Regions from separate parts of the Sus scrofa genome. Here regions 2, 3 and 4 are each linked to region 1. The links are chromatin contacts, called in public HiChIP or PLAC-seq and promoter capture Hi-C maps. All regions are on one chromosome and are shown on one strand. Each heading gives the region's core, a stretch centred on a gene start, on an enhancer-like site or on the middle of the called end of the contact. The rest is flanking DNA. Distances are from core to core; before and after follow the strand shown.

Region 1 (7,548 bases), core at 2,656-5,155:
ACACAGTATTCTCTGTTCCTTTGCTTTCTCTAGGACACATGGTACTGAAGATTTATTTTAGTATGCTTAACAGTTTAATTAGGGAGGAAAGAAAAAGAAAAATCATTGTCAAGAGTTAACTTTTTTTTTCTCTTTTGGTCGCACCCATAGCATAAGGAAGTTCCCCGGCCAGGGACTGAACCCACGCCACAGCAATGACCCAAGTGCTGCAATGACAATGCTGGATCCATAACCCACTGAGCCACAAGAGAACTCCATCAAGAGTTATCTTTTCAAGATAGGTAAGTCCACAAAATAGATTTTGTCAACAAAAATTAAAATTCAAGTTGCTTTAAAACATAATGAAATAGAACCAGTAAAAAACACTGAAGTAGCTATGTGACCCTAAGACCTATTTGGGTCATCTAAAAATGTGTAATGAAAATAAGTAATCCTAATAAAGCCGAGGTACTAGAAAACACTTTAAACCAAAGACCTCAGATTTATAAGCAGGGCAGCTGGCAACAGAACCTAAATGAATCATAAGGCTGACCATCAGACATATAACAGCTTTAAAAACTTACAACACCCACACATTTTGGTTCAATCTGAAAGTCTGATAACTTAAGAGATAGGGTTAATATAACCTAGGAAATAAAGAAAACACATTAAATGCAAAAGAAAGTGAGTTGCATTTTGGGTGCTAAAAATGTACAAATGCATAATATAGACAATGCTCTAAGCAATAAAGGTGAATTTTTGTATTAGGACTAAAAGATTTGATAATCTCAAGGGATAATCTAGGACCTCATTGGGACCTCATCCATAGAGTAAAAAGTACATTTTAAAAGTACCTGGAAAGAAAAGGTAGTACCTAGACAATTCAGGTCAAATAAATTGCAGGAGGGAGAGCATTATACATAAATTCAGGGATTTATGCATTTTTGCCCACAGCAATTTTGCTGATATGGCAGTAAGGCACTCATGCAGACATAATTAGCTATTTTTTCTAGTTTGTTTCTATTTTCTTATTTCCAATTTCCTATCTTAGCTAAAGACAAAAAAATACTTGAGTTAGGCAGGCATACTACCTCACCTAAACTACTTGAGCTACATCAACTTTCGAACACAAGAATTTGACCAGAGCCAGTAGCTGGATAGGCACAAAACTGAAATGCTTTATTTATAATCAGGAAACCTAATCACCCATAATCTGGGATATGGAATTACCACTAACAATTTCAGTGGATAATTTATACATGAATCACCTACAGCATTCCAAGATCTCGAACTTCACATGAAGTGAGTTTCAGACATCTGATATTAAACACAGAAGTATCTATTTCCCCTTCAAAATCTATGTGACCATAAACTATGGGCCTCCTAACTAGAAGTGTAAAAGCATAAAAATGAGACAACAAGGAAAAGTTTCAAGGAGTAAAAGACCACATGTATTCAACATCAAAGATGTTCTCCATAACATCACTACTATGAAGTAATACTGATACAAAACTAGCGCATACTGGACTTAAAAGTAATCTGGATTTTAATAAGTTAAACTGAACTAGCACTATGATCATATTTCTTCAGTAAACTGTTACCTGTCATCAAATGCAACAGTGTAGTATAATTACTGAATGACAAAGACAAGAAGCTTGAAGATGAAATCTAAGAGCAGATTTCTGTATGAAAGGTAAGTTTCCCAGTAACCTCCAAGGAAGTCAGAGATTCCATGAGGGTGCAAACTGGTCTGCTGCACAATCTAACTGGCTAACGATTCCATCAAGAAATGAAAGCTGTCTTGGAGAATATACTACTAAGCACATGAGATCATATATCCATAAGCTTTACTAAACTATGATTTTCTATACCAACAAACTCCTACTTACCTAAGCCAAATGACTTATTTCACACCAATAAACTGCAAATACAAGTGTCTTCATTTACAACTCACCACTAAGGAACATGCTTATGTTTGGAATCTTATTTTCACTGTACAGGGGAAACATTACTACATACATGACAAGAAACAAGAAGATTCACAAGCATAACAATAGCATAAACTCACTGTTCAGGAATGTGACTGGTTGTCCTACCTAAGAGTAGGGTCAAAAGCGTCCAGGGAAATTAATACAGCACAGGTATACAGTCAAAAATGAAGAAGGAGCCCATGTCTCCTAGTCCCACCCCCTAAAAAGTCAGGATTTCAGGACAGGATGAGCACCTGAACCACCAATCTTTCGTCTTTTTTTTTTTTTGGTTGCGGGGCAGGCTGCACCCACCAAATGTAAAAGTTCCTGACCAGGCACTGAGCCCAAGCCACGAAAGTGACAACGCTGGATCCTTAACCCGCTAGGCCAAAAGGGAACTCCTTTTTTCTCTTTTTTAAAAAGATTTCTCAGGACAAGGATTCCATAAACTCTTTATTGAGCTCATTCCAATGCCTGGCCAGAAAAGACATACTACTACTAAGTTTTTCATTTTATCCACATAAGACTAGATACAAACCAGTGTTATTACTAAAGGAAGCTCAAATTGGAGAGAAAAAAAAAATTAAAAAAAACACCAAGGAAAAAGTTTTTCTTGTTTTTAAATATTTTAATGGAAATATGTCTGGTCAGATTTCCAAAACTGGGCTAACAGTGTTTAAACATTGTGCCAGAATATTTGAGAAGCTTAATGAAATAAAACAAATAGAAGTATCTGTTTCAAAAGTAAACGTGATACAATAGAGAAAACTTTATTCTAAAATGATTTTAATTTATTGACCAAGCTACATGGTAAGAAAAATCATTTCAAATTGTTTTTCATCTCCACAGCAGTATTTGAAGTTGATGGGCTTTCCCAGAGAGTATGGAGATCTCAAGCGACTCTCAATTAGCCCTCAATTTCTCTTTTAAATGAATCTGCTGACCTGTGGTCTTTAAACATCCATAAATCTTGCCCCAGCCGATAAATATCTAACTTTTTCTTCTAAGGGGAGTGTGTGGGTGTCTGTCTGCAGGGAAGGGGTAACCCTTTTTGGTTTTTGACCAAAGAATGTTGACGGTTTTCTAAGCAAATGTTTCTTCCTATGCACGAGGCTTTTTCTTTGAAGCTGCCTTTTTTTCCCATCTATCCTGCACGTCAAGCCTGGGGCCCCCACATTCTGGCCCGTCCCTTCACCCTGTCCAATCCCATATAGTTCCCTTAATTTCCGCGCGGGGTGACACCAGAGGGCCGAGCGCGAAGCCTGCGGCTGGCGCTAACTAGGCGCGAAGAGGGCGGACTGCTGTCACTGGGGAGCAGGCGTGGGCCAAAGCCGAGGTGATTTCTGACTGCTCATCGCCCAGCCCCGCGTGGCTGAAGGTCTCCGAACCCCTCGGTCCGGCCCGGCAAGCCAGGCGTGCAGCTGTCGCGGTGCAGGAAGCTAATCGCGGCCTCTGGGCCGCTTTGACAGGCCGAGTTGGAAAAGAAAGGGGTTCACTGCGACTAGTAGCCTCACCCCTTCAGCTAAGAGACCTCGAGAGCGAAACCCCCGCCTCGGCCTCAAGGCAAGCGAGAGACCTCGGAGCCACAGCCCAGCCCAGCAGGGGCCCGCCCAGGGGCCACTCCCCAAGGGAGGCAGCCAGTCACTCGCCCGCCCTTCCGGGCCCGCTCCGGAGGGGACGGTCTCCCGCCCGCCCTCAACAGCTCCTCAGGCCAGGCCCCCAGGGCTTCGTCCACCTCTCACCTTTGACGACGCGGTCAGCCCCGGGAGGGGGCGGCGGGGGCGGGGGTGGGGGCGGTGCAGCCCGGGCCGGCTCCGGGGCGGCCATGCTGGGCCCGGGGCTCGGCTAGGCGCTGGGCCGGGCGGGGTTGGGGGCGGGGGCGGCGGCTACCAGAGCCAAGCGGCGGCGCCGCCGGGGAACATGGCGGACCCTCTTTCCCTACAGAGGGGCTAAGACCGGCATGCACCGCGCGTGCGGGGGCGGGGGCGGAGCAGGCTCTAGGGACTTGGGCAAAATTACTGAGGCTAGGAGAGAAACAGGACGAGGCTAAGGGATCAGGTTAAAATTCTGGGCAGGCAGAAATAAAAGAGAAGGGAGAGGACCTGCTGTCTATAGCTAGTTGCTGGGGTGAATGAGTGCTTGGGATCACCAGCTTTCATGGAGCTTCCAATAATATGGGGAGACGTAATCAAACCTTAGAATCTCTTAGTAATAGAGAAACAAACGTATAACAATTTGGCCACCAGATCTGCGTACTTTGGTTGGTAAGAGACAGGAGAAATAGAGGAAGCTTTGTAGGTTCTACAGCAAAGCAAGCGTTCAAAATGGAGTTTGAGAGAGAATCTGACCCTGTGTTTATAGGCTGGAACTGCCAAGAGTGGGAAGGCATGGAATAAAAATGCAGCCACAGCAGACGAGGCTCCGAGGGTTGAGTCAAAACAGGAGGAAAGGAAGGGATGACACCAGGAGATGTTCAAAGGGTCTACAGAATTCACCGGAAAAGGACAGCTTCCCTCTTGATTCATTTAGAAAATAGAGATTTTTAAGACAGAGGCGTAAATAGGAAATTAGTTCCTCATTAGAAAAACCTCAGAGTATTTCTGTGCATACATACAGAAATGTGGGCTCAGGACTTTCGGAAATTTTATAGAGACAGATATTCATGGAGAAGGGAGTAGTGGGACAGGAACCAACTCTTCAAGCAACAATTATTAGATGAAGAGTGTGCGTATGACTCCAGTAGAGGTACTGAATCATGAACAGAGACCAGCATGTCCAGTAAGATCTATATAATCTTGATGACATAGGATCCAAGCTTTAGCGTGAGAAATTCCTGCCCATCCTCCTGCTCAAGACTGCATGGGCTTATGTTCATAATGTTTAATAATTAGGTAAACAGTTGTCCAGAGATGTCAAAGAGCACCTTTCTACCTCTTCGTTTTATTAGGTCTCAATGATTCTGAGACCTGAGGTAAAAGAGAAGAGAAATGCCCAGTGAGTATTCTTTGCAAAGGGAGCCCACAAGATATTTCTAAGAGGTAGATAAATTTGGGAGTGAGGCAGGGTGAAAATGGATCTTTCTGGTATGAAAGTGCAATAATCCTATAGGGGAAGGGAAGGGGTAGCCATGGGAAGAGATCAAGGAAGGGATAAGAGGCACATCACAAACTTGTAGAAGAAGGGCCCAAGAGTATAAAGATAAGGAGTAAGTTTGTAAGAGGAGTTTGAATCCCCAGAAAATCTACCCAAGGAGGGGAGGAAAAAGTGTGTAATGTGTTGAGTGCCTCTTGGCAGAAAAGGGATAGAAAATACACTGATAGCAGTAATAACAAGGAGTTCCCATTGCGGCACAGCGGAAATAAATCCGACTAGGAACCATGAGGTTGCAGGCTTGATCCCCACCCTCACTCAGAGGGTTAAGGATCCGGTGTTGTCGTGAGCTGTGGTGTAGGTCACAAATGCATCTCAAATCCTGCATTGCTGTGGCTGTGGTATAGGCCAGCAGCTATAGCTCCAATTCGACCCCTAGCCTGGGAACCTCCGTATGCTGCGGGTGTGGCCCTAAAAAGCAAAAAATAATAATTAGTAATAGGGAAAGTCAGTCTATATTAGGTCCCATTGACTCCTACCTTGAATATACACCCTTCAAATATCCTTCAGCTCCTTTTTGGCTCCTCACTGTCAATCACAGATAGATATCTTTGTGTCATGGCTCTCTCTGAGAGCCCCAGGCCACTTCGAATTGGTATTTCTGGCTTCTCCAGGCCTCCCACCCCAAAATAAAAAATTGAGAGTATATAAAAGGCATTAAATAGACAATTAAATGACAAGAAATTAAATAGAACTATCTCATAGATTTATTAATGAAAAATACTTTACAAAAACAGTATGTTTGACCCTAAAATAGTTCAGCTGACTCTGAGGGTTTACAATGGCGACTGAGCAAGTGGCAGTAATGGCTCTGCTGCAGACGACAGGAGGGTATGTTAGTGTGCCTGACTCCATCTGTTCAGAAGAGCAAATACTGTGTTGGCAGCTCCGCATTCTAGGCCTAAGGTTTGGGAGCAGAGGGAAGGCTGGTAGTCTGGGCAGATGGGCTAGCCTGAATGATGTGGTCAGGACCAAGACCACATAGCTACATGTTCCTCCAAGGATGGGGGGGTGAGGAAATCACAAGATCAGGTAACAGGGATGGGCGGATAAAACACAAAACAGATGTTGGTAATATAGTAAGGAACAGAGGATGAGGGCTTAGGTGCAGGTGGAGGCATAGATATCCAGAACTAAAATGGTGACCCTAAGATCCTAAGCAATAGCTAGTTTCCAGAGTAATATGGATTCATCTTTAAAGTGGGTCAAATAAAGCCCTAAACAGCAGCTGCTTCCTTTTGCTAGGTGAATGGAAATTGGAATTTCAAATATTTTTCAAAAAGCCAGGTCCTTTAGGGGTTCCTGGCTCCCCCAGGAGAAACTGCCAACTCTACTGAGATGAGACTAGCACAACCCTGTCAGGGATGCAGCGTACCAACTCTACCACAGCCCAGAGAAAGCAGTGGCTCCAGAAGAGGACAGGGATGACCCTTACCACCTGCTGTGCTGCAGAGCTCTAGCCCTGATCTGCTCTCTTCCAGGAGAATCTGCTACAACAAACAGAAACTCCTCTCTCCCCGTCCTCCTGTGCCCAGATTGCAGAGCATAACTGTTTTGCCTCCAGTCATCATCTGGGGGCATATCTACTCTTCGAGGACCAGGGGCTCGAAATCCTGAAACAGGACCTGAATTCCAAGCTGACCTCAGGGGTACATGAAGACTGCTTGATGCTGGGGACACAGGGTCAACAATAGGAAAGTGGGAGGGTGAATGGAAAAGATCTCCCCAGGATTGAGCATGAGGAACCTGAAGGTCCTGGTGTCTTTCTGGTAGTGTGGCAGTGTGGGTTAATTGAGGCTTGCACCCTGGAGTAGTCAGGAATCTGGCCCCAGTATGCTGGTTGGTCTCGGACCATGATCCACAGGAGGCAGCTGTTTTAGAATGATGGGGGAGACTCCGATAGTTCAAAGTCCTTCCTGTGTACTTGACCCCTTCTGAAGTTTCACTCCTGTCACACATAGCCAGAAGCTGCTGGACACTCCTCGAAGTTCCTGGGAAGAGAAGAGAAATCCAACAACTGAGCATCTTCAGTAAACCACTCTACTTCCCAGAGAACATTTCTGGCTCTTCCTTCCAACTTCCCACCTCTCCAAGAACATACACACAAGGAGGAAGCTGGCTTTACTTTTAATTTCCTTCTTTCCTTTTTTTGACTTTTGTCTAAAAGTGATGTACCCGCTGCACATGGGGGTTCCAAGGCTAGGGGTCTAACTGAAGCTACAGCGGCCAGCCTACACCAGAGCCACAGCAATGCCAGATCTGAGCTGCATCTGAGACCTACACCACAGCTCACAGCAATGCCAGATCCTTAACCCACTGAGCTATGCCAGGGATCAAACCCGCGTACTCATGTATACTAGTGGGGTTCGTTAACCACTAAGTTACAACCGGAACTCCTTAATTTCTTTTTTTGTTTGTTTGTTTTTGGCTGCACCTGAGGCATGTGGAA
Region 2 (7,548 bases), core at 3,001-5,500, 240 kb before region 1:
GTTTGAAAAGTTAAAACACAAGCTTTCAAAACACAAGATGTCCATAGAGATAGAAGTACTTAGTGGTTGCCAAGGGCTGGTGCAAAGGGAGAATAAGGAATGACTGGTAATGGATAAGTGGTTTCTGTTTAGAGTGATGAAGATATTCTGGAATTAGTGCTGATGATGGTAAAACCTGCTAAATTTTCTAAAAATCATTGACTGTACACTTTAAAAGGATGAATATATAGTACCTGAATTACGTCTTAAAAGCAAACAAAATGCCCACAACACTATAATCACACACTCCAAAGAAATTATTAGCAGTAGGAATCAGAACATGAAAGAACTGGCGGCCCCCTTCACAGACAGCCTGCCAGGTTTACCTGAATGACTGCTTTCAAGCTATCCACTCCTTCATCAAGCCCCAACTCCTTCCTACTCATTTCTGCTTCTTTAGCCTCCTCCTGAGCCTAAAACAGAAAATCATGTGAGATTCCATGGCAATCCAGCAAAACTAAAAATACACCCTCTTTCCCAGAAGCAAATCTATGTTAAGACCCTTTCGCTCTGAGAATTACACAGATTAAAAGGATAAAATTACCTATGTATGTGTCCTTCACTAAAAGGCAACATTGCTGACAGCAAGGAGTAGATCCTGACTCCAATAAGCATTTCTGAGTGTTCCCCATTTCTACCTGCTAGGGGCGAGCAGGCAGTTTGGTTTCATAAACCACGTGGTGACAGGAAGGAAAACAAAATGCTAGGAAAGATCACTTAACCAAGGATGCCCTCAAAATGTTGCCAGAATTTAGAGTCCTCCTCTGGAAATCGAATTTACTACATGTGACTCAAGGCAGCCTTGAGAGCAACCCTGGTTTAAAATTTCCCCTGAGAAGTTAGGATCAGCACTAACAAATTCAGTTTTAACCTTTCTTTACTGGATTTCAAAGCTACCTCCTCTTGCCAAATTTTACTAGAACACTGATTCCAAAATACCACAAGAATACCTTGGGAAAGGTTAATAATTAGTTTATTCTTTCCTTCAGGGCAACAACTAAGAGTCTAAGATGCCCCACCCTCCCCCTCAGTGAATTTTCTTAACAACAATGAATGCTATTAATACTCAGAATGATGGCACATTAGGACCTTGTTATTCCAATAAACAGAGACAGTTTCCACTGTCTACTTTCAGTCCTTGTATTCCGTTTCTTTTAATAACTATTCTCCCTCTCCAAGTTTGCAGGAGTGCCTCTCAAAACTATTCTGCTGCGCCCCCCACCAAACTCACAGGAAGTTTTTCAAGCTAACAGCCTATTGCTGAATACAGCTGTGCTCAGTTTCATCTGAAAAAAATGATTAACAACTTAAGCTAAATTGTCAACTTGAATGGAAACAGATGTAACCTGTGAGTCAAAATGATGATCTTGATACACATTCGCTTCTCTCAATTCATCTCAGGTGTCACCTTTCTCCTGCGTATCTAGCACCTAAAAGGTGCAGACTTTCCTTCACCTCCAGTTCAGCCACACATAATAAGGTACCCACCAAAGAGCTAAAATCTTAGACTGTCCGCTTTCCATGGAGCTCTCACTATGAAAGCCAGCAATGGTGACTTCAGTACCAATCTGGTCTTCCTCCTGACTAGAGGCATAGATGTCTGCCACCTTGAATGCACTCCCTCCCTGAACCCCAGATATCCTTAAACTCCTTTTCCCTACCATCATCCTTATCCTCACCATCTCGAGAGATTAATATGGGTATAAAGGACACATGAGTCACAACCCTTGATACTCCATAAAAGTGTATCCCAAGTTGTATTTAGAAAAACCTTCATAAAAAATAAACTAAATCATTTGTTTAAGAAAATGTACATTCTGGGGAATTCCCGTTGTGGTGCAGCAGAAATGAATCCATGAGGATGCAGGTTCAATCCCTGGCCTCACTCAGTGGGTTGGGAATCCAGCAGTGCTGTGAGCTGTGGTATAGGTCGCAGACACAGCTTGGATCTGGTGTTGCTGTGGCTGTGGTGTAGGCCAGTGGCTACAGCTCCAATTCGACCCCTAGCCTGGGAACTTTCATATGCCGAGGGTGCGGCCCTAAAATGCAAAAAAAAAAGAAGGTATTTTCTGGGTCCAATTCAAGGATCAATCTGGGCAAGACCAAAGGAATCTGAATTAAAAAGACACAGTCTGAAAAACAGACACAGTCTCTGTCACCCTCTCCCCACCCTTTAACCAAGTAAGAACCACAATCTAGCTTAGGTATCTGGGCTCCCTTACTTCATCTCCCAGGAATGCCCCAGCAAGGCTACAAGAACTGGCCCATATGAAGAATATTTCAGTGCTACTTTAAAATATTGATTATCTAAATAATCCATGCCATAAAATCCTCCTGAGCACAACATAGTAGGTTAAAAAAAAGGTTCCCTTAATGAGCTGATATGCTCATTTTATTAGATGAAAACTAGTATAAAGTTAACCCTTATCCTTTTTTCAGTGTTTTCTGTTTTTGTTTTGTTTTTTTTTTTTTTTGCCACACCCATAGCATGGGGAAGTTCCTGGGCCAGAGACTGAACCCAAGCCACAGCAGTGACCTGAGTCACAGCAGTGACAACACAGAGTCCTTAACTGCTAGGCCACCACCAGAGAAGTCCTCAGTGGTCTTAGATATATTTTCTTTTTCTTTTATGTATTTTTATTACTGTAAATATCCTCAAATTCTTTTCGGAAGCAGTCAAGATATAAATAACAAAGAGCATTCAAAATCTTACCCTTCTTTTCCTTGCATTCATTTTTTGCTTCGATTCTTTGACAAAGGCATTATAGGATGGGACCTCTCCAGCATCAATAGCTTGTTGTATAATATTCCTTATTCTGGGTTCTTCTGTGTATTGCACACACAGCACAGACTCCATAATCTGATCCATGTCACCCTTGAAGTCTAGATAGGCCTGTTTAACGTCAGCCAGCTCTTCTTCAGAACCTTTGTATGTCTTTTCAAAAGCTTGAATGTCCTCTAGAGATATCTGAACAAATGAGAGATATATGCTTTAACTTTGAGAATTTTATTTTAAATAAAAGGAACTCTAGTAAAAACTAAATTTAGGTCTTGAAATGCTTCTCCCCAATACACGTTACTTGAGCTGAAACTGTTTTAAGGAACCAAATTTTCTACGCCAAAGATTTTCCAGAGTTCTCTCAGCCCGACCTTTACAACTGCTAAGCTACAGATCAGAAAAATTTAAGTGAAGTTTTCAAAGTTGGGAAGAGACCCAGGAAAATACTCAAAACTTGCATCTAGATATGTAAAATAAAGCACATCTTGTAAAAAAAATTAAATGCCCCCCTTTTACTATAATCATTCTACATCAACAGATGATTAAAGATCCATTTCAGTTAAGTGTGTGTATGTGTATGGTTTCACACATACACATGGTTCAACCTAATAGTTAAATTTGTCTTTCCTCAAGATCAATAGGTTAGATAGGTATCTCCTGAGGAATGCCTGTGGGTATTTATTAATATATCGAAGCCAAATAAAAATTTCCTCATTTTTACACAATACAAAGTGCAAGACCTTAGAGGCATCCAATAAATCTTCGTTGAATGAATGATGGTAACAGTCACAAGGAAATCTCCAGAGTTCTTTACCTTTTTAAAGAGTAATCTCCAATAGGTCTCCCAGTCCCGATCTTGGCTGAGCACATCAGAATCCTCGTCCACAGTTCCCTGCTCATCGTACACTGCCCTCTGATCTTTGTCACTCAGAACGGAATAGACCTTCCCGAGGATCTGCGGGAAAGAGCATCCAGAAGTCACCCCTGCCCCCTCACTGGAACAACACCGCGGAAAAAAAAAAGATTAGAAAACGCCAGGCCGGGTTCCGCTTACTTCACCCGGGCGGCGCTAAGCGGCCAGGAGACGGAAAGAAGCCCGGGCGGCGGGTGGAGCGGGGTCTAGCGTACCTGGAAGCGGCGAGTGGCGTCCTGCTTGTCGCCCTCGCCCACCCGGTCCGGGTGCACCTGCAGGGACACTTTGTGGTAACCACGTCGGACCTCGCCGTCTGAGGCCTCGCGTCGCACGCCCAACACTCGGTATAGGTCGGTGGTTCCGAATACTTCCTCGCACAGCTCCAGAAGTCCCATGGCTGGTAGTGGTGCAGAGCGGGCGGCAGCCTCACTGAAAACAGCAGGTCCCTACAACAGAGCAGAACACTACACCGCTTCCTTTTCCCGCGCAAAACGCCCAGGGCGCCTGCGTCATAAGAGGCGCAGGAAGGGGCGGGGTCTCGACGCCACACTTTACGACGGCTGCAAAATGGGGCGTGGTTAAAGCTGGCGTCAGCCGAGGTAGAGACAGGGTGTGGCTACGGCGTCCCAGATCTCTCTGACCTAGGGGATCTCCTTCTACCCCGCCCTCTCCTCCGCGGCCCGACTCCCCTTATTTTCGAAACTTGGCAGCTATATTCTCAAAATCCCCGCTCAGTTTATGCAGTATAAGGAACGTTCATCATATTAAGCTGAATCTATGCATTGTTGTTTTGGTGGGGTTTTTTCGACCGCCCCGCGGCAAATGGAGTTTCCGAGCCAGGGATCAGATCCCAGCCCCAGTTGTGACCACCTCCACAGCTGCGGCAACATGTGCAACACGTGCAGGGGACAGGTATTGAACCTGCGTCCCAGAACTCCAGAGATGCTGCTGATCCCGTTGCGCCACAGCGGGCAACTCCTGCAATGCTGTTTTTTTGCTTTTTTTCAGTTTAAAAAAAAAAAAAAAGCCTAACATTGGCGTTTGGCAATTTCACATGGTTTAACCTAAAGATTAAATAGATTTGCTCTTTTCCAATGATGATTTGACAAGAGTATATAGAGCTCTAAGGCCCAAATAATTTTGCATCCTACAGGTGGCGGAACTGCTGGGAAGGGACTTTCCCTTGAGTCCTGCAATAAATAAGCCTACATTAAACAAAAAACACAAAATACCAATCTTTTAAAAACTTTTTTAATCTGAGAGTCTAGATTTGACATTTATTACAGAATCATTCCTATTCACCTTAACAGCTCCTCCACTTTGGTGGAGATAATATAATCCAACAATCATCTTAATAAAAACACAAGCTTTGGGGGAGTTCTCTTGTGGTGCAGCAGGTTAAGGATCCAGCCTTGTCACTGCAGCAGCTCATGTCACTGCTCTGGTCCGGGTTCTTTCTCTGGCTTGGTAATTCCATATGCTGCAGGCACGTCCCCCTCCCATCCCCGCAAAAAAAAAAAAAAAGAAAAAAAAAAAAAAGGTCAACTTCAGAAGCAAAGGTTTTCTAAAGCATGTTGGATTTGAGGTAGTAGCAAGATAGGCTGATGCAATCATTTAAAACATGGTGAAAAATCTGGGCCTGGAAATCCAAAGCAAGGCCAGGGTTAGAGAAAACTTTGGAAATCAGGGAGAGGATGAGCCCACACAGGAAGTTGTATATATACGAATCTTTTAAAAAAGACAGACAACAGTAGTCGAGTTGGCAGAAACTCAGTAGCTCAAAGTAATACCCATTTCACATCAGTTCCCCTAACTGATCAATACTTTCCAGAATCACATTTGCCTCTGCTCTACCAATTGAAGTTTCTCTGAAGACCTCAAACCAGGGTAGATTATTATCTAACTTCCAGACTTCTGTGGTTTCCAAAACATTTCTCTTTCCTAGATCCAAGATACAACCCAACTAAAGTCAGTTCCTCTCTGCCTGTCCTGCCTTCAAAGTCTCCTCAAAGCAAGTGGAGGCCAAACAGTGACAACCCTGGCAGAATTTGTGACCCCCAGATTTTGAGGTGGCTGATAACTATTCACAGAATATAAAGCCCAGAGAATAAAATAAGTCGGTACACTGATAGAGCTTGAGAATCTCCTCTATAAATCTTCTATATTTTAATCTTACACAGAATATAATCCTTGCTACAGTTCTGGTGGAACAGATAATGTATTTGGGGTTTGTTTTCTTTTTTTTTTGTTTTTGGCACAACTAGTCATTTACATTACCAAATCATGATACCTAAACCTGATTCTATCACTGACTTTTTAAGTGGACTTTTGTAAAGCCCCTCATTTTTGCTCAATTCCTCCACCACTGACAATATAACATGTTGGAAAAGGACTCCAGGTAGGCACACTGAGGGTTGACTCTTAGCTCTGCCCATTATTAAAACTATGTGGCCTTCTTCCAAACCTCAGCTTCCCCACCTATAAATTGGAGATAACCCTACCTAACTTCATGATACCTTGTAATTCTCAAAAATAATCTTGCATGGAAAAGGCCTAGAATGTATGTAGGTACTTTACAACATTATCTTTCTTTCAGCTATTCATTCTTAAAAAGTAGCCTAAAAGCTCATAACAAACCTACCTTGGAAGTAACTGTGTTCTTGAGTTGGTGGGATGATCGCAAATGATTACAGGAAGAATTACTTGGATAGGCCATGAACATTCTGGTTGGCAGCTTTGAAACAGGGAAGTCTTGGAAGGCAGCAGGCTAAAAAGTTGTCCAATAGAGGCAGAATCCAACCCACCCCACAACCACTATTTTCCCCAGATGAAGGCTGAAAAAGCTAATTAGTACCTATACCAGCTTTACGTCAATCAAGAACAAACCTTCCCTGAGCCCTGTTCAGGCCAGAAAAGCATGGGTGACTTTAAAAACTACATTTATTAACCTCTAAGTCTAATAAAACTAAGAGTTCTGCACAAATGTTTTAATTGGACTTAAACTTATTTCCACTGCTACACTCATTTAAGTCAGCTCGCTTTTGTTTCTGTAGCCTCTGTATCTGTTTTCTGAGACGCTAAGAGGACTTCTCGTGCCCGTTTCCGTCGCAGTCTCTCAGCATTTGTGATCATCATGGGATGCAGAGGGTAAAAGCCAGAAAGACCTAAAAGTAACAGGATTTTCATTCATTATAACAATACAAGTTAATGTTTCCCTGGAAACTCAGCCTCACTGAACTGAAGCCTAACAAACTGAAGAGCATAGATTCAAAACAAGCTCTTCACTTGCCAAAATGTTTTACCTCTTCCCCCCAACTCCCTTCTTCCCATTTACTGCAAGAAGACAATGGATAGGAGTTCTCGTCGCGGCGCAGTGGTTAACGAATCCGACTAGGAACCATGAGGTTGCAGGTTCAATCCCTGGCCTTGCTCAGTCGGTTAAGAATCCGGCATTGCCATGAGCTGTGGTGTAGATCACAGACACCGCTTGGATCCCAAGTTGCTGTGGCTCTGGCGTAGGCCGGCGCTACAGCTCCGATTAGACCCCTAGCCTGGGAACCTCCATATGCCACGAGAGCAGCCCTCAAAAAAGCAAAAAGACAAAAAAAAAAAAAAAAAAAAAAAAAGACAATGGATACTGTCTACTTCCTAACACTATTCTCCTTACTTGATAAAAAAATCAACTGACAGAGATCCATTCAAGATACACCATTCCCAATTTTTAGCATAAAAATCTCAGTCACCCATAAAGTTTCACAAAAGGAGTCCACAAAAGGGGTCTCCAGGTTCTAAACGGCAATTAATCAATTTCAGTTCT
Region 3 (7,548 bases), core at 3,222-5,721, 200 kb after region 1:
ATGGAAGCATCCAGTTCTTGGTTTTGTGGGAAGCAGAAGCCTGAAACACGCATTTGATTCAAGGTGCTGATCAACAGCGTTTTTAAGGAATTGCTTATTTCTCTAGCCATTTCATCCTCTCAGTTGTGAGTGGGACAACATGTTAATATTTGGCTGTGAATGAGGTAAGATGGGCCAGGTTTAAAACTTCTCTTGTGCTATTCCTCAAACCACTCATTATTACTCCTTACCTTTCCTAATCTCTTTTGCTCATCTCTTGGTTTTTAAAGTGTTGTGTTGGTGGTGAAGCAAAACTCCTGGTGAGTTGTGTTCTGGTCCCTGGAGTTGTATTTTTTTAAATCATTTACTTTGCTTTTCATGTCAGCCTTTAAAATTTTTATTTTATTATTATTATTTGTGGGCATGTGTGTGTGGCTTTTTGGCCGCACCCAGAGCATGTGGAAGTTCCCTGGCCAGGGATCAAACCCAAGCCACAGCAGCAACCAGAACCACTTCATTGACAATGCTGTATTCTTAACCTGCTGCGCCACAAGGGAACTGCTTAACTTTTAATTTTGAATAGCTTTTTCTTTCCTGGTGTTCCATAATTTCTGATGGAGATGGAGTATCCTCGCCACCCTTCCCACATTCATCATCCCCTGTATTAAATTGGCTATAGGTTTGCCAGCTTTTTTTACTGCTGGTTTGCTTTTTATCTAGGGGATATCTAGAATTCTTTCTCACTTCATGAATAGAAAGATTCAGTGACTGGAGTTCCCATCATGGCGCAGCAAAAACACATCCAACTAGGGGCCATAAGATTTCAGGTTCAGTTTTTGGCCTCGCTCAGTGGATTAAGGATCCGGCCTTGCCGTGAGCTGTGGTGTAGGTCACAGACACAGCTTGGATCTGGTGCTGCTGTGGCTGAGGCATAGGCTGGCAGCTGCAGCTCCTGTTGGACCCTTAGCCTGGGAACCTCCATATGATACAGTGACTAATAAATGTCGTATAAATTTAATGAATTGTCCTTCTCTATTTTTGGCTGGAGATGGAGACTAAGCCTGGAAATGATGATAGAAAAAGCTATAATGATTTTGAAGTGTTAAAATAGCCCATTGTGAATCAAAGTGCAAATTTTTATAGGTTTTTGTTCTTTTCTGTCTGCCTAATGAACTCTTCTACTTTATTATTTTTGTATGCCTCAAAAGTCCCATTTCCCCCCCAAAAGTCATGAAATTGTGGTGGACAAAACAGCCCAGCAATATAGCTGTATTAATTATCTCATATTCTGAGGCACTTTTCACTTTAAGTGGGATAAATATTCCAACTTCATTCATTCTATTACTGATACAAGACACGACTTTATAGTACTTTCTGAGACTACATTTTGATGGAGCCCATCCAAGGCCCTAAGCTCAAGGGGATGAGAGGTAAGGCAAGACATACAAGCCATCATAAGGGGATATAGGCAAACCCTCCATTTGCTGTGGTTTAAACATACAGCTTAATGGGCAAGGAGACCATTTGCTTTTTCTGGGGCAGTGGAACAAGAAAGAATACTATGTATCTTAGAACTACCCTGGTTGTGATGTTGTATTAATGAATTATCACTAGAGAAGTTTCATAGCTTATCAATATATCTGGTTTAGTATATGTGTGTATCTGTATACACACAAATTTACCAACATATAAATACGGTTGCAAAGACAAGAGGAAGATTTTATGACTTCAGTATAGACTGTGTATAAATAACCTTGTCCTTATATAAGGTTTTGTTTGTTTTTATTATTTTGAGCAAAATGCTAAGCTATTCTGTGTATGATGATAACAGTTTGTGTTTAAATTTAAGAAATCTAGCTCTTTATTTAACATCAAAGCCAACATCATGTTTAATTTTTTTAAAATGACACCTACTTTGAATTCAGTAAAGATCTATAGAGAATTTATATAACTTTAGGCTGGCATGAAACTATATAATATCCCACAAAATGGAAATCCTACAACAGAACTCCCAATAAACATTTTGTTTATATATGAGATGCTTCAATAACTAGGGTCCCACACTTATCGTGACACCTAAAGATGTGGCCAAGGAAACCTATTTAGGCTGGGTTTCACTGCCAACGTGGTTCTTTTTCCAGTTTATTTAATAAAAAATGCTTTTCATAAGAGCATGGAAAGTTTGCTTACCCAGTTTGGACTTTCACAGAAAACAAGAGGAGGGGAAGACCTTCAAAAATACTTCTGTTAAAATTTGATATAGTAGAGACCCTTACAAAAGAAGTCAAATTCAGGACTCTGATTTCTAAGCCTGCACTCTATTTAAATGCTGATGCTGGTTTATAGAATGCAAAATACATATTACAACCATGTGCAAACTAATGTTCAGACTCAAATTTCATTATGTGCAATAAAAATGGTAAGTGATGGTTATGCAAGGGGTAGAATCATCCTTTCCTTTCCTGTCTAATTACACCAATTCACATTGGCATTACTTTAGCACTTTTATGTATAAAGTAGGCCAGTTGTTTATGAATGATTGTGGCCAGAGACTCATGCCTGCTTTGTGACCAGTGCTCCCCACACTTTCTCCTTTATTCCCTATTACCACAGAAGTATTCATAAAAGAGCAGGGAAGGCCAGGTGCTACGGGTCCACAAGGGAAGGCAGCACCAGAAATAGCCACCTAGCTATCCAACTAAAGGCTTCTCTTTCTCTACAGAGAAAGCAAGCAATGTGAATTTTCGCTAGTTTGTGACCCAGCCTGCATTCTGTACAGCAGCAGGCTTGGGGTTATTGGTGGTAGAAGTGTCTGATAGGAGTCAGCTTTATTTGTGTTGCTGGAGTCAGGGTGGAACTTGGGGCTGATGCCCTTACTATTCCCAGGTGTTGCTGTTTTCTATTGTCTCAGGTTTCATTTTGTATAATAAATGGCTTCTTTTGAAACAGTGTCTTTTGCTTGGTTTTATTTCTGGCTGTGATAAAGTTGGAGACTTGGAAAAATACTTAAAACATTTGTTCATTTAACAAGCATTTACTGGCACTACTCTAGGCACTGGGGATTAAGCACTGAACAAGATAGACAAGGTCTATTCTCTTCCGGTGCTTACATTTTAAATGGGTGTTGGGGGTAAGGCTGTAAATGAACAGTAAGGGAACAAGACAATCCAGACTATGATAGGTGCTGTGAAGAAAATAAAACAGCTTGATAGTGGTTTGGATGGAAGTCAGGGAAGTCCTGACAAACTGAGACTCAACAGAAGAAAAAGAACCAGCCATGCAGAGATAAATGGAAAGATTCCAGACATCTGTGATAAGTGATTTTAGCATACTAAATTTACACAACCAAATTAAGTATTGCTCTCCAAAGTAGTCATCTTAAGAACTACAAGTTTGTACAAGTTGTGCTTCCATTACATGGTGCTCATGTATAAATATATGCCTTGAGAATCAGCGGTACGTCTTTGTAAATCATTTTGGGAGGTGGGGGGTGGGGGGGGAGTCAGAACCAAGTCTGATTAAAGCTAGGCATCACAAGGAAGGACAAAGTCTATAAATAGGAATGATACTACTAAGTATCTTCAGAGAATTGGGAAGAGGATTAAGTAAAACAATGTATGCAAAAGTCCTTAAACCTTTCCTTACCCAGTGAGATCGATATAAATGAGCAAACGATTTCTGAACAACAGTAGCTGCTGAAGTAAATGAGGGCTAATTTTTCTTTGCGGCTTCTGGGGTGGTTCCAAACGTAGTCAAAACCAACAGTTCTTGAAGGTTTATTAAAATCATTCCTAGAGTTCTGACCCTGGCGCAGCGGCTCCCGCCAGCTGAGGAGGTGCGGGTTTGATACCTGGTCTGGAGCAATGAGTTAAAGGATCCGGTGTTGCCGCAGCTGCAGCTCGGATTCAGTCCCCGGCCTCGGAACTTCCCTATGCTCCGGGTGTGGGCTTTTTTTTTTTTTTTTTTTAATAGTAATAATAATTCCCAATTTAGCATTTTTCAGTCTCCCAGTTTTATTTGCTCCCATCCTCTCTGCCCTTGCTTAGGTCAATCTTTTTTTTTTTTTTTTTTTTTTTTTTTTTTTTTTTGGTGATGCGCCCGCTGCAGGCGGAAATTCCTGGGCCGGGGGAACGAACTCCCACCATAATAGTGGCAAGGTGGATCCTTAACCCACTGAGCCACCAGGCAACTCCAATCACCTTCTAATCCAGCCGGTTACCACTCGAAACTAGAGTCCGTTTATCAGTGTTTCCTGGGTGTTCCCGGTCCAGTACTGCCCCAAGACTTCAGGGCCCACAAGAGTGGCCTAGGTCAGCAGACGAGTCCCAAAGATTCTCCTCCCAACCTGCACATCGGTCTCTATTAAAGCAGGTCAGAACCCAGCAGCGCGGGTGCCCCGCCAAGAAAACAAAGCGGTGCATGCTGGGCGGGAAAGGGAGCCTCCTAGTTTCAGGAAGCTCGTAGGGTCACGCAGGGTCACGCACGGCGCCGCAGAGCCTGCCGGGAGCTCGCTTTGCAATGGCGACTCCCAGCCTGCGGGGTCGACTAGCACGGCTTGGAAACCCACGGAGGCCTATACTGAAGCCCAACAAGCCCCTCATCCTAGCCAATCATGTCGGGGAACGGCGCCGGGAGAAGGGCGGTGAGCAGTCGGAGCCGTGGAGGCCCTAGAACGGAAGCCGGAGGAGTGCAGGGGGCCGCTGGGTGGGAGGGCCGGAAGGTAAGGGTCTCCTTGTGATTGAGGGTCCTTCCCGTTCTCCACCAGAGGCGACCTGTATCACGGAGATGTCAGTAATGATGGCTTGCTGGAAGCAGAATGAATTCCGCGACGAAGCGTGCAGAAAAGAGATTCAGGACTTCTTCGATTGTGCTTCGAGGGCTGAGGTGACAGGAGGCTCCTGGGGTGCCCTCTTGGGAGGAGAATGGGGTATACAGTATGGTTCTTACTGCCTCTTGCTTGGTGATAAGAAAATTCTTCTCCCTCAAAAAGGGCGAGAAAAGTTTTTGGGATCTACTTGACTCATGCCAAAGTGCGAAAGTTTACAATTTTGAAGGCATCGTGATCTTGAGCGATTTGTTTTACTGCTTTTAGCTTTATCAGATGCACAGTGAGGTTAATATTCATATCTGCCTTAAAGAATTTTGTGAGTGTTAAGTGAAGAAATGAATGGGAAAACCACATTGTAAAATTTAAATTGCTGCTCAAATAGACATTATTCTCCCAAGTGAACTAAAGATAGGAAAGGACAGTTTATTTGGTTTCCAGCTTAGATTTAATTGCCAGCTGGATGATGGCTTCAGATCATACAGTCATTCATGGTTCCCAAGTCCTTTTGATGAAAGAGGACTGAGAAGATGACGCAGCTCTCCAGGCTGGTTAATTTCTCAGTGTGATTTGGGGTGTTGTGAGAACTATTAGCTTAGGTCAGGGCCAACTTTAGAGCTGTCATTTTAATTTTTGTTCTGTGTTTTCAGGCTGCCCGAAAGATGAGATCAATCCAGGAGAACCTGGGAGAGTTGGGGAGTTTACCCCCCAAGAAATTGAATAAGTTGTTACATAGGTTTCCTAACAAACCTCATGTCAGCTGAAAATGGAGAAGCATTTTCAATGACTGGACTGTAGCTTCTGAGAACTATGCAGAGGCTTTTTAGAGATATTTGCATTGTCACACGTTCTTTTTGAAGAGTGGAAGGACGCGAAACACTTTTTTTTAACCCTTTGGAATCATTATGTGGATGGAAATTATATTTTATGTTGAAATAAAATCCCCTGAAGAGAGCTTGGCCTTTTGTTGTGGATTAGGTATTCCCACTATAGTTGAGTCCTGTGTTCTCCCCTACACTCTGGAAAGTCTTTGCTCTGTAATTTGCACCAGGGTCAAGACAAAAACCTTTATACCACTTAGTGTCCTTGCCTTTGTATGCAAAGGATGCATAAGGATGTTGGAGTCTGTTTATATGAAGAGCTTTTTTGCCATTATCTGTAAATACTCACTGACTATCTGTGCATAGCCACTGCAAGGTGCTGCCAGGATAATCAGAAGTTCACAAACTGGTGACCCAGAGGTTTTGGAGATGTATTTTATTTGGCCCACACAATTAAAAGTTTGTTTTTAAATTAGCAGACCACATTCAAAAATTCAGTATCATAAAAAATCCACTTTGGCTGGGGGTGTGGCCAAAAAAATATGCTTTTTAGCTTTTTTTAAAAAAAATCAGGAGTTCTTGGAGTTCCTGTTGTGGTGCAGCAGAAACAAATCTGACTAGGAAACATGAGGTTGTGGGTTTGATTCCTGGCCTTGCTCAGTGGGTTAAGGATCTGGCGTTGCTGTGGCTGTGCTGTAGGTTGGCAGCTGTAGCTCCGATTCAACCCCTAGCCTGGGAACCTCCATATGCCATGGTGTGGCCCTAAAAAGCAAAAAAAAAAAAAAAAAAAAAAAAATCAGGAGTTCTCTTGTGGGACAGAGGGTTAAGGATCTGGCATTGTCACTGCTGTGGGTCAGGTCCCTTCTGTGTTCGATCCCTGGCCCAGGAACTTCCACATGCCACAAATGCGGCCAAAAAACAAAGAAAAATCCAAAAATCTGGTAACCTTTTATTTCCCACATGGAAATAAAGAATCAAATAGAGCTGATTATCATTAGTTTCCATTCTCCAGTGATCTAGCCACAGGACTCTCAAATGGTGAGACTGAGGCTTAATCGGCAATTATCTTCTTTGTTTATCACCTGTTCACTTCTCTCTATGTTACTACCTGGTTGCTGACAACATTTTTGCGACCTCCTGATATTAGAACAATTGAACAGTATTTTTTGCATACTTTGCCCTTTCAATCATAACTGAGTTAACTTTTTCTATGTACTTTACAGCATTAAATGCACAAAGGGGTCAGTGGGGGTTTTAAAGCTCCAGTAGGATAGTTATTAAGATAAAAATGGGCCTTGCCTCCTTGACTCCGCGCAGCTACCTCTTCCTATAGCCCTCATGTCCCTTTGCTGGATACTGGGCAATTGCTGGGTTCTGCAGGCTGAGGTTGTCAGCCTTAGGAAGAAGCTCTGGGCTTAGGTATTTTGGATTAGTCTTGGAAGTACTTAATATCCGTCAGTAGACTCCCAGTAAGAGTCTATGAACATAGATGGGGGAAAAAAATTTGTCTTTTTTTTTTTTTTTTTTTGTAGGTCAATTTGTCATCTTTTTTTCCCTTTTTTTAGGTTTTTCTTTTTTCTATTATAGTTGATTTACATTGTTCTTTCAATTTATGCTATACAGTAAAGTGACCCAATCATATATATACACACATTTTTTTTTCACATTATCCTCCATCATGTTCCATCACAAGTGACTAGATTTAGTTCCCTGTGCTATACAGCAGGATAATTTGCTGTTTTTAATCTGCAGCTATTTCTAAAATTATCCAAAAGGTTTTACCAAACTGTTCCAGATTTGTTTATGCAAACAAAACCAGAATTTATGGGCAAACTTTTACTTACTTTGGTCAATGGTGGCCAAGAATCCTTTGTTCCTCTCTGAAACCCAACAACTCAGCTTTGATTGTTTCACTTAGTATCC
Region 4 (7,548 bases), core at 1,591-4,090, 150 kb after region 1:
GTATCTGGAGGGTTAATGAGCTTCTAAGTTTGCAGGGAGGGGAAGTTGGTAATATTTTGGGCTACCAAGAAGCTGTCAGAAGAGGCACTGGCTTTGAGAGTAGTAACACTCCAAACTCACCATTGAGCTGTCAGAGAAGACATCAGGGTGATTTTCATAGATAAACTTCTCCACCCTCATTTGCCGTAGTTTGAACATCTTAGAGCCCCGGTTAGTGAGCAGCGACAACTCCTCCAACATCACATCCCTTGGGACACTGATCTTCTTGCCCAGGTTCAGGCCTGAGCTCTCCTGTCCACCTTTCAGGGAAGTGGGGATGCAGAAGCAAGGAAAAGAGGAAAGCAGGGTTTTTCTAGGCTCCAAATGCATCCGCCATCCACAGCAAAGTGTGTGTTTCCCAGCAGACATCGCTGAGGGAAGCAGACCTTGTCTGTGATGTCTGATCAAATGCTATCTAGTTTAACAGGGCTTTTGATTTCCTGGATTTGGAGCTGGAGAGAATGCATGGGAACTGGGGTGCAGAGTGGAGACAGTGGGGATACTAGAGTGTAGTGACGAGGGTGAATGGGGTGAAAGGGTATGGGGTACAGGGCAAAAGAGTCAAGAAACACCACAGATGGAGGTCACTGGGGAAACTATAGCATGGGGGAAAGCCCAAAGGCCACCTCTAAATATAGTCTGCTGTCTTAACCCCTTTCCCTTTTCTTCCCCTCAGTGAACTCTGGCTGCAAACAGCCTCTAGGTATTGGGAGAGCTCTTCATACGCACGTACTCCTACCACCCTCAGGAAAAATGCTTGAGCAATTTTCCATTTTAAGTGCTTGTACAAGGCTCCTAAGCTCTGGGGAAAGATGTAAGGAAATTAACCACTTATTGAGACCTTATTCCATGCCAGTCTCCGTGTATATTTTTTCTCCTCAAACATACCTCACTGACCTGTGGGTCCTGTTGTCCTGGACCTGTGCTGGGTAACATGGCATGGGTGTTATTGTCTCAGATTACAAGGTGAAAAGGGTGGAAGGGTGAGTAGTCAGAGTTGAATTCTTTCTCCCTCTTTCTCCCTCCCCCCACCTTCCCTCCTCAGTTCCTCTTGTCTCTTCATATCTTTTCACCCTAATACATGTATAAATGTATAATATTTCTGGAACTCTTGGGGCAGAGATACTCTTTTTTTTCCTTTTTTGTTTTGGCCCATGTGCAGTGGCTTGAAGTGGGATCTCATTTCCCCAACCAAGGACTACACTCAGGCCACAGTGATGAAAGCACCAAATCCTAACCACTAGACCACCAGGGAACTCCCCCGAGATCCTCTTAATAAATCCCACACCAGTCAGGTACAAACATGCCATACCTCCAGTGAGTTCCATGATCAGCTTGCTGGATTTCCTCTTCTTGTTTGGGGCTGGGGTCCCTGAGAGCGGCATTGTGGAGGTGGGTGGAGCCTGGATAGGGTGAGAAGGGGGAGCTAAAGGATGGACAAGGAATGTAGGGGGAGGTGGCAGTGTCTACAGTAAGGCAGTGCTTAAGGACTTCAGGGAGCAAAATTTCATTAGATTTTCAAGGAAACATATATTCCCCTAAAAGGTGAAAACTCGTTGCTTTAGGGCTTCTCTTCTTGGGAAGCAGGGCAGAAAGCATAGATGCACCCCCTCCCCCTACCTTCTACCAACCTTTTTTCAGCCCTTTTACAAAGAGTTGGTGCAAGGCTTAGGAACAACAATGTGTATTGGGAGGCTGGGGGTAAAACAAACAAATTAATACAGGCAGGGCGATGCGACCAGGTTTCACAGGTTTGGCATGATTTGAAGTTTTTATTTGCAGGGGGCTCTCAGATTGGGAATGTCATTCCAAACTCTGGTCTCTCACTCTTCACCAAGTCCCGGGGGGTGGGGGAGTGGAGCAGAAAAAAATGTCCTGCCAGTGTTGACATGATCCAGCCAAAAACATTCTCCATAGGAAGGAGAGGTTATTGTCCCTCCATTCGGCCAGCTGGATCATGGCCTGGGAGGTCACAGCAATGTTCCTGCTCCCTTTCAGTCACTCCCCGCCCCCCAGACCCCAGAACTGGAGTGGAGAGGGAGGTCAGGGAACATGTGAACTCTGCTGCATGTCAATTCAGCAATACCATAGCAGTGGGAAATTCAAGGAGGACAGGCCATAATAATAGGATCTGGCCGTGGAGGGGGACAAGCTGGGGAAAAATACAGATTCCAGCCCCTCCTTCACAGAAGTTGGCACTCAGCAAAATGCTGTTTTCTGCTGAGTCCTGTCTCAAAACTCATATGCAATTCTACTAGCGTAGTGGGGTCTGGTGAGGCCAGAATCCAGGAATTGCTAAATGGACTCTCCCTGTACCTCTCTCAGCAGCAACCAGGTTCTTATTTCCCATCCAGTATCCCAGACCCCTTTCTTATTCCTCCAGGGCCTCCCCCATCATCTCCATTCCCCCCACCCTCTTGGGCCCTTCTCCTTCCAACTCTCGTGGCTCCCCTGAGCTGGACAACTGAGAGCTGAGTATAGATGGGGGAGGAGGGCAACTGCCCCAGGACCAAGGGTCACTGTTATAGACACAGACACAGCAGTTCATGGAGTGGGCTCCGACCCCTCTGGTCATAAAGCTGGAGACTTACCGGCTGCTCAGGCGGTGGTCAGCTCTCCCTGGGGTCCAGCAGCTTTGGAGGACTGAGCTGCTGTGACGGGAGAACCCGAGCTGGGCAGGCGTGGGGGCAGCACTGGCAGTGGGGGAGGGAGGGTGGTTATTAATAGAGATGATGAACGCAAGCAGCTCAAATGGCACAGGGGGTACCAAGACCCTGGAACCAAGATCCCTCCCTCCTTGCCCAGAGGCTCAGGAAGGGGAGGCAAAGGTCTTTGGGATTCTCCCAGGAAGCTGTCTGGGTCAGGGATTAGTCTGCCCAGGGACTCCCCTTCCTTGGCACCTAGAGGCTGAGATTCAAAGAAGCATTCAGGGAGAAACTGAAAACTGAGAGGGAGAAAGGAAGCAGGCAGCAAGTGGTGGACAGGAATTTGGAGTGGGAGAGTAAGAACCCGGAGAACATGTCCAGAGAGCCATTCAGAGCCAATCCAGGCTGGAGCTGGAGGGACAAATGGGTGCACTTTGGGGGTGGGAGGGCTTAAGGTGCTATGGTTTTTTTTGTTTTTTCCTTCTTTTTATGGCCACACCTGCAGCATATAGAAGTTCCTGGGCTAGGGGTCGAAGTGGAGCTGCATCTGCCAGCCTATACCACAGCCATAGTAACTCGGGGTCCAAGCCACATCTTTGACCTACACCACAACTCGAGGCAATGCCAAATCCTTAACCCACTGAGTGAGGCCAGGAGTCAAACCTGCATCCTCATGGTTACTAGCCAAATTCTTAGCTCGCTGAGCCACAATGGGAACTCCGAGGTGCTATGATAAAGGAAGGGAAATCTGTTCACAATGGAACTGCCCTTTGAGAGTTCCTTTTTTTTTTTTTTTTTGTCTTTTTTTTTTTTTTTTTTTTTTTGCTATTTCTTTGGGTGGCTTCTGTGGCATATGGAGGTTCCCAGGCTAGGGGTCTAATCAGAGCTGTAGTCGCCGGCCTACCCCAGAGCCACAGCAATGCGGGATGCAAGCCGCGTCTGCAACCTACACCACAGCTCACGGCAACACGGAACGCCGGATCGTTAACCCACTGAGCAGGGGCAGGGACCGAACCCGCAACCTCATGGTTCCTAGTCGGATTGGTTAACCACTGCACCATGACGGGAACTCCGAGAGTTCCTGAACAGGATGGTCTACCTCTGGAAGGGCCAGATCTTGGCAGGACAAGGGACCATATTAACCAAAGCCAGTACTTAGGCAGTCAGGGATAATGTGGGTGAAGATTTGACCAATTTCTGCCTTTCCACTCCCATTTGCCATTGGAGTGTTCAGTTCAGCCTGCTCTGCTGGATAGATGTCACTCTCTCTCCCTGGAAGTACATGTAGGCTCTGAACTGCCAGGACTTTACTCTCTGAGGTTCCTACTTAGCATTTTCCCCTAAGGGAGCACATACCTCATGGGATCTGGACTGTCCCATTCACAAGGGTCTAGAGACACCTCTGGACAGGGGAACAAGTTTGAGAAGGCCCTGGAGGGAAATGGTCATTTTTCTTTCCTTCTTTTTTTTTTTGGCTTTTTGGGGCTGCACCCTCAGCATATGGAAGTTCCCAGACTAGGGGTCAAATCGGAGCTACAGCTGTTGACCTACACCGTAGCCATAGCAACACAGAATCCGAGCCTCATTTGTGACCTACAGCACAGTTCATGGCAACACTGGGTCCTTGACCCACTGAGTGAGCGAGGCCTGGGATTGAAACCACATCTTCACAGATACTAGTCAGATTCGTTTCCACTGCACCACAACGGGAACTCTGGGAAACCTGTCATTTGCCCAGCCCCTTCCTCAGTAGCTGCATGAACATCCTGGATACTCCTCTATGTACTGATCAGGTTTTGGAACCAGCTGCTGCACCTCTGCTGTACCCATCACCACCCTGTTGTGGCTACCTTAGGACATGGCTTTTGTAACTCCCAGAATACCTTTCTATCCCTCTGTGAGCGATCCACTCTTCCTGACCATGCCCTTTGCCCATCCTCAGCTTTACAGGTTCAGGTTAGGGGCTGAAATGTTACGCTTGTCCTCTCTACTTGGCCTCTGCCCTGACCACTTTAGCCTCCAGATCCCTCATCTTCCTTCTCCACTTCCTCCTAACACAAAGAAGCAATGAGATGGAAACAAAGCAAAACAAAAAAACAAAACATAAATAGCAAAAGGTGATTTCATTGGAGTTCCTGTTGTGGCTCAGTGGTTAATGAAGCTGACTAGCATCCATGAGGATACAGGTTTGATCCCTGGCCTCGCTCAGTGGGTTAAGGAACTGGCATTGCCAAGAGGGGTGGTGTAGATCACAGGCGCAGCTCGGATCCTGAGTTGATGTGGCTGTGGCTGTGGCTGGCGTCTACAGCTCCTATTTGACCCCTACCTGGGAACCTCCATATGCAGCTAGTGTGGCCCTAAAAGACAAAAAAACAAAAACAAAAACAAAAACAGGAGTTCCTGTCGTGGCTCAGTGGTTAAAGAATACGAGACTAGGAACCATGAGGTTGCGGATATGATCCCTGGCCTTGCTCAGTGGGTTAAGGATCCGGCACTGTGTGAGCTGTGGTGTAGGTTGCAGACGCAGCTCGGATTCCGCATTGCTGTGGCTGTGGTGTAGGCCGGTGGCTACAGCTCCGATTTGACCCCTAGCCTGGGAACCTCCATATGCCACGGGAGCAGCCCTAGAAAAGGCAAAAAGGCAAAACAAAACAAAACAAAAAAACAAAAAAAGAAAAACCCAACAACAAAAAAACCCAAAAAATGATTTTGTCATACTACCATCCTCCCCTCAAAAACCACAAAAAGAAATTGAAATTTTGGTCTCATATGATTATCTAAAACTACCGAGTGCATAAAGACGGAATACTCTCTGGGCCCTTCCTTTGGAATTCTGAGAGGCTGTGTATTTGGGGGAATAAGGGTCATAGGCCTGATTATTGGCACAAATCTGCCCCCTGCTGGTAAAACTGGGGCAGAAGCACTTCCCTTCTCAGAAATCTAATTCTAGTTTTCTCTTTTTTAAAAATTCTCCATCCATGCTGATCCACAGTCTCTCTCCTTTGCTCTCCCACCTCACCTTCACTTTCAGCCATTGCTTTCCCTTAATTTCTTCCAGGAAGTTAGGAAGTGTTGATAGCAAAAGGCTCCCTGAGCCTTTTCAAATCCTCTTGGTTCTGTAAGCTGAGGCCTCATCTGAGAAGTATGGAGAAGGGATGGAGAAGGGGAAAATCTAGAGAGAGAGAACCAGGGGCAGTGATGGAGGTGCCTACATTGGAGCAGAACAGAATTGGTAGAGAAGAGGAAAAAACCAGGGGTGAAGGACAAGGGGGTAAAAAATAGGGCAGGAAGGGAGAAAGATCAGGAATCAGGGTATTGAATTGGAGATGAGGAGATCAGGATTTAAGTATAAAACTAGAAGAGATGAAAACGACAGAAGATATGGGGTATAAGTTTATTCTTGTGCACAAACCAAGGTATGTGACTCACACTCAATATGCAAAGGAAATGAACAATGTCCAGATCAAGCAGCAAATGTGATGGGCGATGACAGTGGTCATGCCGAGAGGGGAGTCCATCTCCCTCTAGGATCAAAGATCAGGACCTGAAGCTGAAAAGGAACAAGAGCTAGGATTTGAGGGATGGGGAGGAACTAAAAAAGAGGTCTTGGCTCTGGGCGTTTCCTTACCCTTTCCCAGGTAGTTATGACAAACTGCAAAAGACAGAGGGACAGACTCAAAGGAAGCAGCACAGATACCACCTGTTTTTCCAACAGAGCACACACTCTCACATCCTGCCACCATCATCCCCCTTCACTCTAACATTCTTTTCCCTCAAATTTTCCCCAATACCCCTTTCTGTAGATGGTTGGTTTCTTATTACCCAATTTTACTCTCTGCCAACACTACACTCTCCCTCACCACGCTCCTCTCCGTGCTCAATCAGTTTCATTCATATCTGTTCTTCTCCTGGTTTCTAGCTCACTTTCCACATAATGGCTCTTTTCTCCTTCCTTTCTATCTTAGGTTCATGAAGCAACAAAGCCAATAATTTGTCATTCTCCAAGGACATTTTCTTTTTCTTTTCATTTCCTGGATGTTTGGTTGCTCAGCATGGGCCTCTCAAGTTACTAACTTTCTGAAATCCTGAGAAATAGAGTTCTTAGTTCTATTCCTGGTCCAGCTGGTATAACTCAACCCATATAAACTCCCCCGGCCCTTTGAGTCTCCTCATACTCTGTGAGTTTCACAAGATGCTCTACACCTGCTACAGATGATGATCTTTAGTGAGTTTCTCCTGCCAGACAATCCATGTGGGGATGGCTGACACTTCTTTCATCACTTCAACGGTAAGACTCAGACTGGGTCTTTATCTAGAACTCTCCCCTTACTCTTGCCTCAGACAAAAGAGCACATCTGTACACACACACACACACACACACACACACACACACCCCTAGGAATATGCCAGCCAAGCTTAGGAAAGAAGAGTCAGGAGCAGCAAGCATCTCAGTGCAAACAGGGGCCAGTCCAGTCCCTTTGATGCCCATCCGGTGGTGACGTCTTTGCCCAAAGTCTCAGTGATAACTTCTCTGTGTCTTTCCCACTGAATGTCGAAACAAAGCCCACAGAGAAAGCACAAATGTAGAGATATAGAGGCCAGTGGAGGAGAGTAGGTGAAGAGACCTAGAGTTAAGACAGAGATCCAGGCAAGGAACTACAGAGACAAAAAGAAGCACAGACACCAAAGCAGAGCTGGCAGGTCTGAAAGCAGCAGGAAGGTTGAAAGCCAGGAGGAAGCTAGGGCATGGGACACCTACTCCAAAACTATCACTGGCAGGAGGGAATTTAGCCTCCACATGCCTGGGGCGGGCCGAGGGGGCGGGGGTGTTAGTAAGAGAAGCAACTTTAGGAACTGGATGTTC

What was found. Promoter capture Hi-C pulls out the DNA fragments that hold promoters and counts their contacts. HiChIP or PLAC-seq counts read pairs in DNA pulled down with a chosen protein or histone mark.
Region 2: a promoter capture Hi-C map of fetal liver shows a contact between it and region 1, with 4 times the contacts expected there. The contact joins the promoter of DNAJC9 here to the promoter of PPP3CB in region 1. A contact is called at or near these places in 2 of 5 promoter capture datasets (fetal liver and liver), 5 of 47 Hi-C or Micro-C datasets (epiblast stem cells, heart right ventricle, liver and 1 more) and 2 of 2 datasets of contacts at active chromatin or transcription factors (alveolar macrophages and skeletal muscle).
Region 3: a contact with region 1 is called in an H3K27ac HiChIP or PLAC-seq map of skeletal muscle. The contact joins the promoter of CHCHD1 here to the promoter of PPP3CB in region 1. A contact is called at or near these places in 1 of 5 promoter capture datasets (fetal liver), 1 of 47 Hi-C or Micro-C datasets (liver) and 2 of 2 datasets of contacts at active chromatin or transcription factors (alveolar macrophages and skeletal muscle).
Region 4: a contact with region 1 is called in an H3K27ac HiChIP or PLAC-seq map of alveolar macrophages. The contact joins the promoter of MYOZ1 here to the promoter of PPP3CB in region 1. A contact is called at or near these places in 2 of 2 datasets of contacts at active chromatin or transcription factors (alveolar macrophages and skeletal muscle).

Annotation. Positions count from the first base shown.
Region 1 is chr14:76,301,440-76,308,987 of Sscrofa11.1, forward strand. It overlaps PPP3CB (serine/threonine-protein phosphatase 2B catalytic subunit beta isoform), which reads right to left and starts at 3,906. Exons shown (of 23, transcript XM_021072583.1): 1 at 3,692-3,906. The coding sequence starts at 3,776. It overlaps LOC110256628 (a long non-coding RNA gene), which reads left to right. Exons shown (of 2, transcript XR_002338398.1): 1 at 1-3,704; 2 at 6,581-7,548. It overlaps USP54 (inactive ubiquitin carboxyl-terminal hydrolase 54), which reads right to left. Exons shown (of 25, transcript XM_021072539.1): 25 at 5,784-7,090. The coding sequence ends at 6,531.
Region 2 is chr14:76,066,051-76,073,598 of Sscrofa11.1, forward strand. DNAJC9 (dnaJ homolog subfamily C member 9) reads right to left here and starts at 4,251. Exons shown (of 5, transcript XM_003483498.4): 1 at 3,947-4,251; 2 at 3,633-3,773; 3 at 2,753-3,007; 4 at 366-452. The coding sequence starts at 4,126. MRPS16 (28S ribosomal protein S16, mitochondrial) reads right to left here. Exons shown (of 4, transcript XR_001301010.1): 3 at 6,373-6,895; 4 at 4,967-5,227.
Region 3 is chr14:76,502,847-76,510,394 of Sscrofa11.1, forward strand. CHCHD1 (coiled-coil-helix-coiled-coil-helix domain containing 1) reads left to right here and starts at 4,472. Exons shown (of 3, transcript NM_001190155.1): 1 at 4,472-4,621; 2 at 4,745-4,863; 3 at 5,455-6,414. The coding sequence starts at 4,498. The coding sequence ends at 5,568. FUT11 (alpha-(1,3)-fucosyltransferase 11) reads left to right here. Exons shown (of 3, transcript XM_001928248.5): 3 at 1-2,930.
Region 4 is chr14:76,450,106-76,457,653 of Sscrofa11.1, forward strand. MYOZ1 (myozenin 1) reads right to left here and starts at 2,841. Exons shown (of 6, transcript NM_001025222.2): 1 at 2,631-2,841; 2 at 1,352-1,442; 3 at 121-299. The coding sequence starts at 1,424. SYNPO2L (synaptopodin 2-like protein) reads right to left here. Exons shown (of 4, transcript XM_001928583.6): 4 at 6,065-7,548.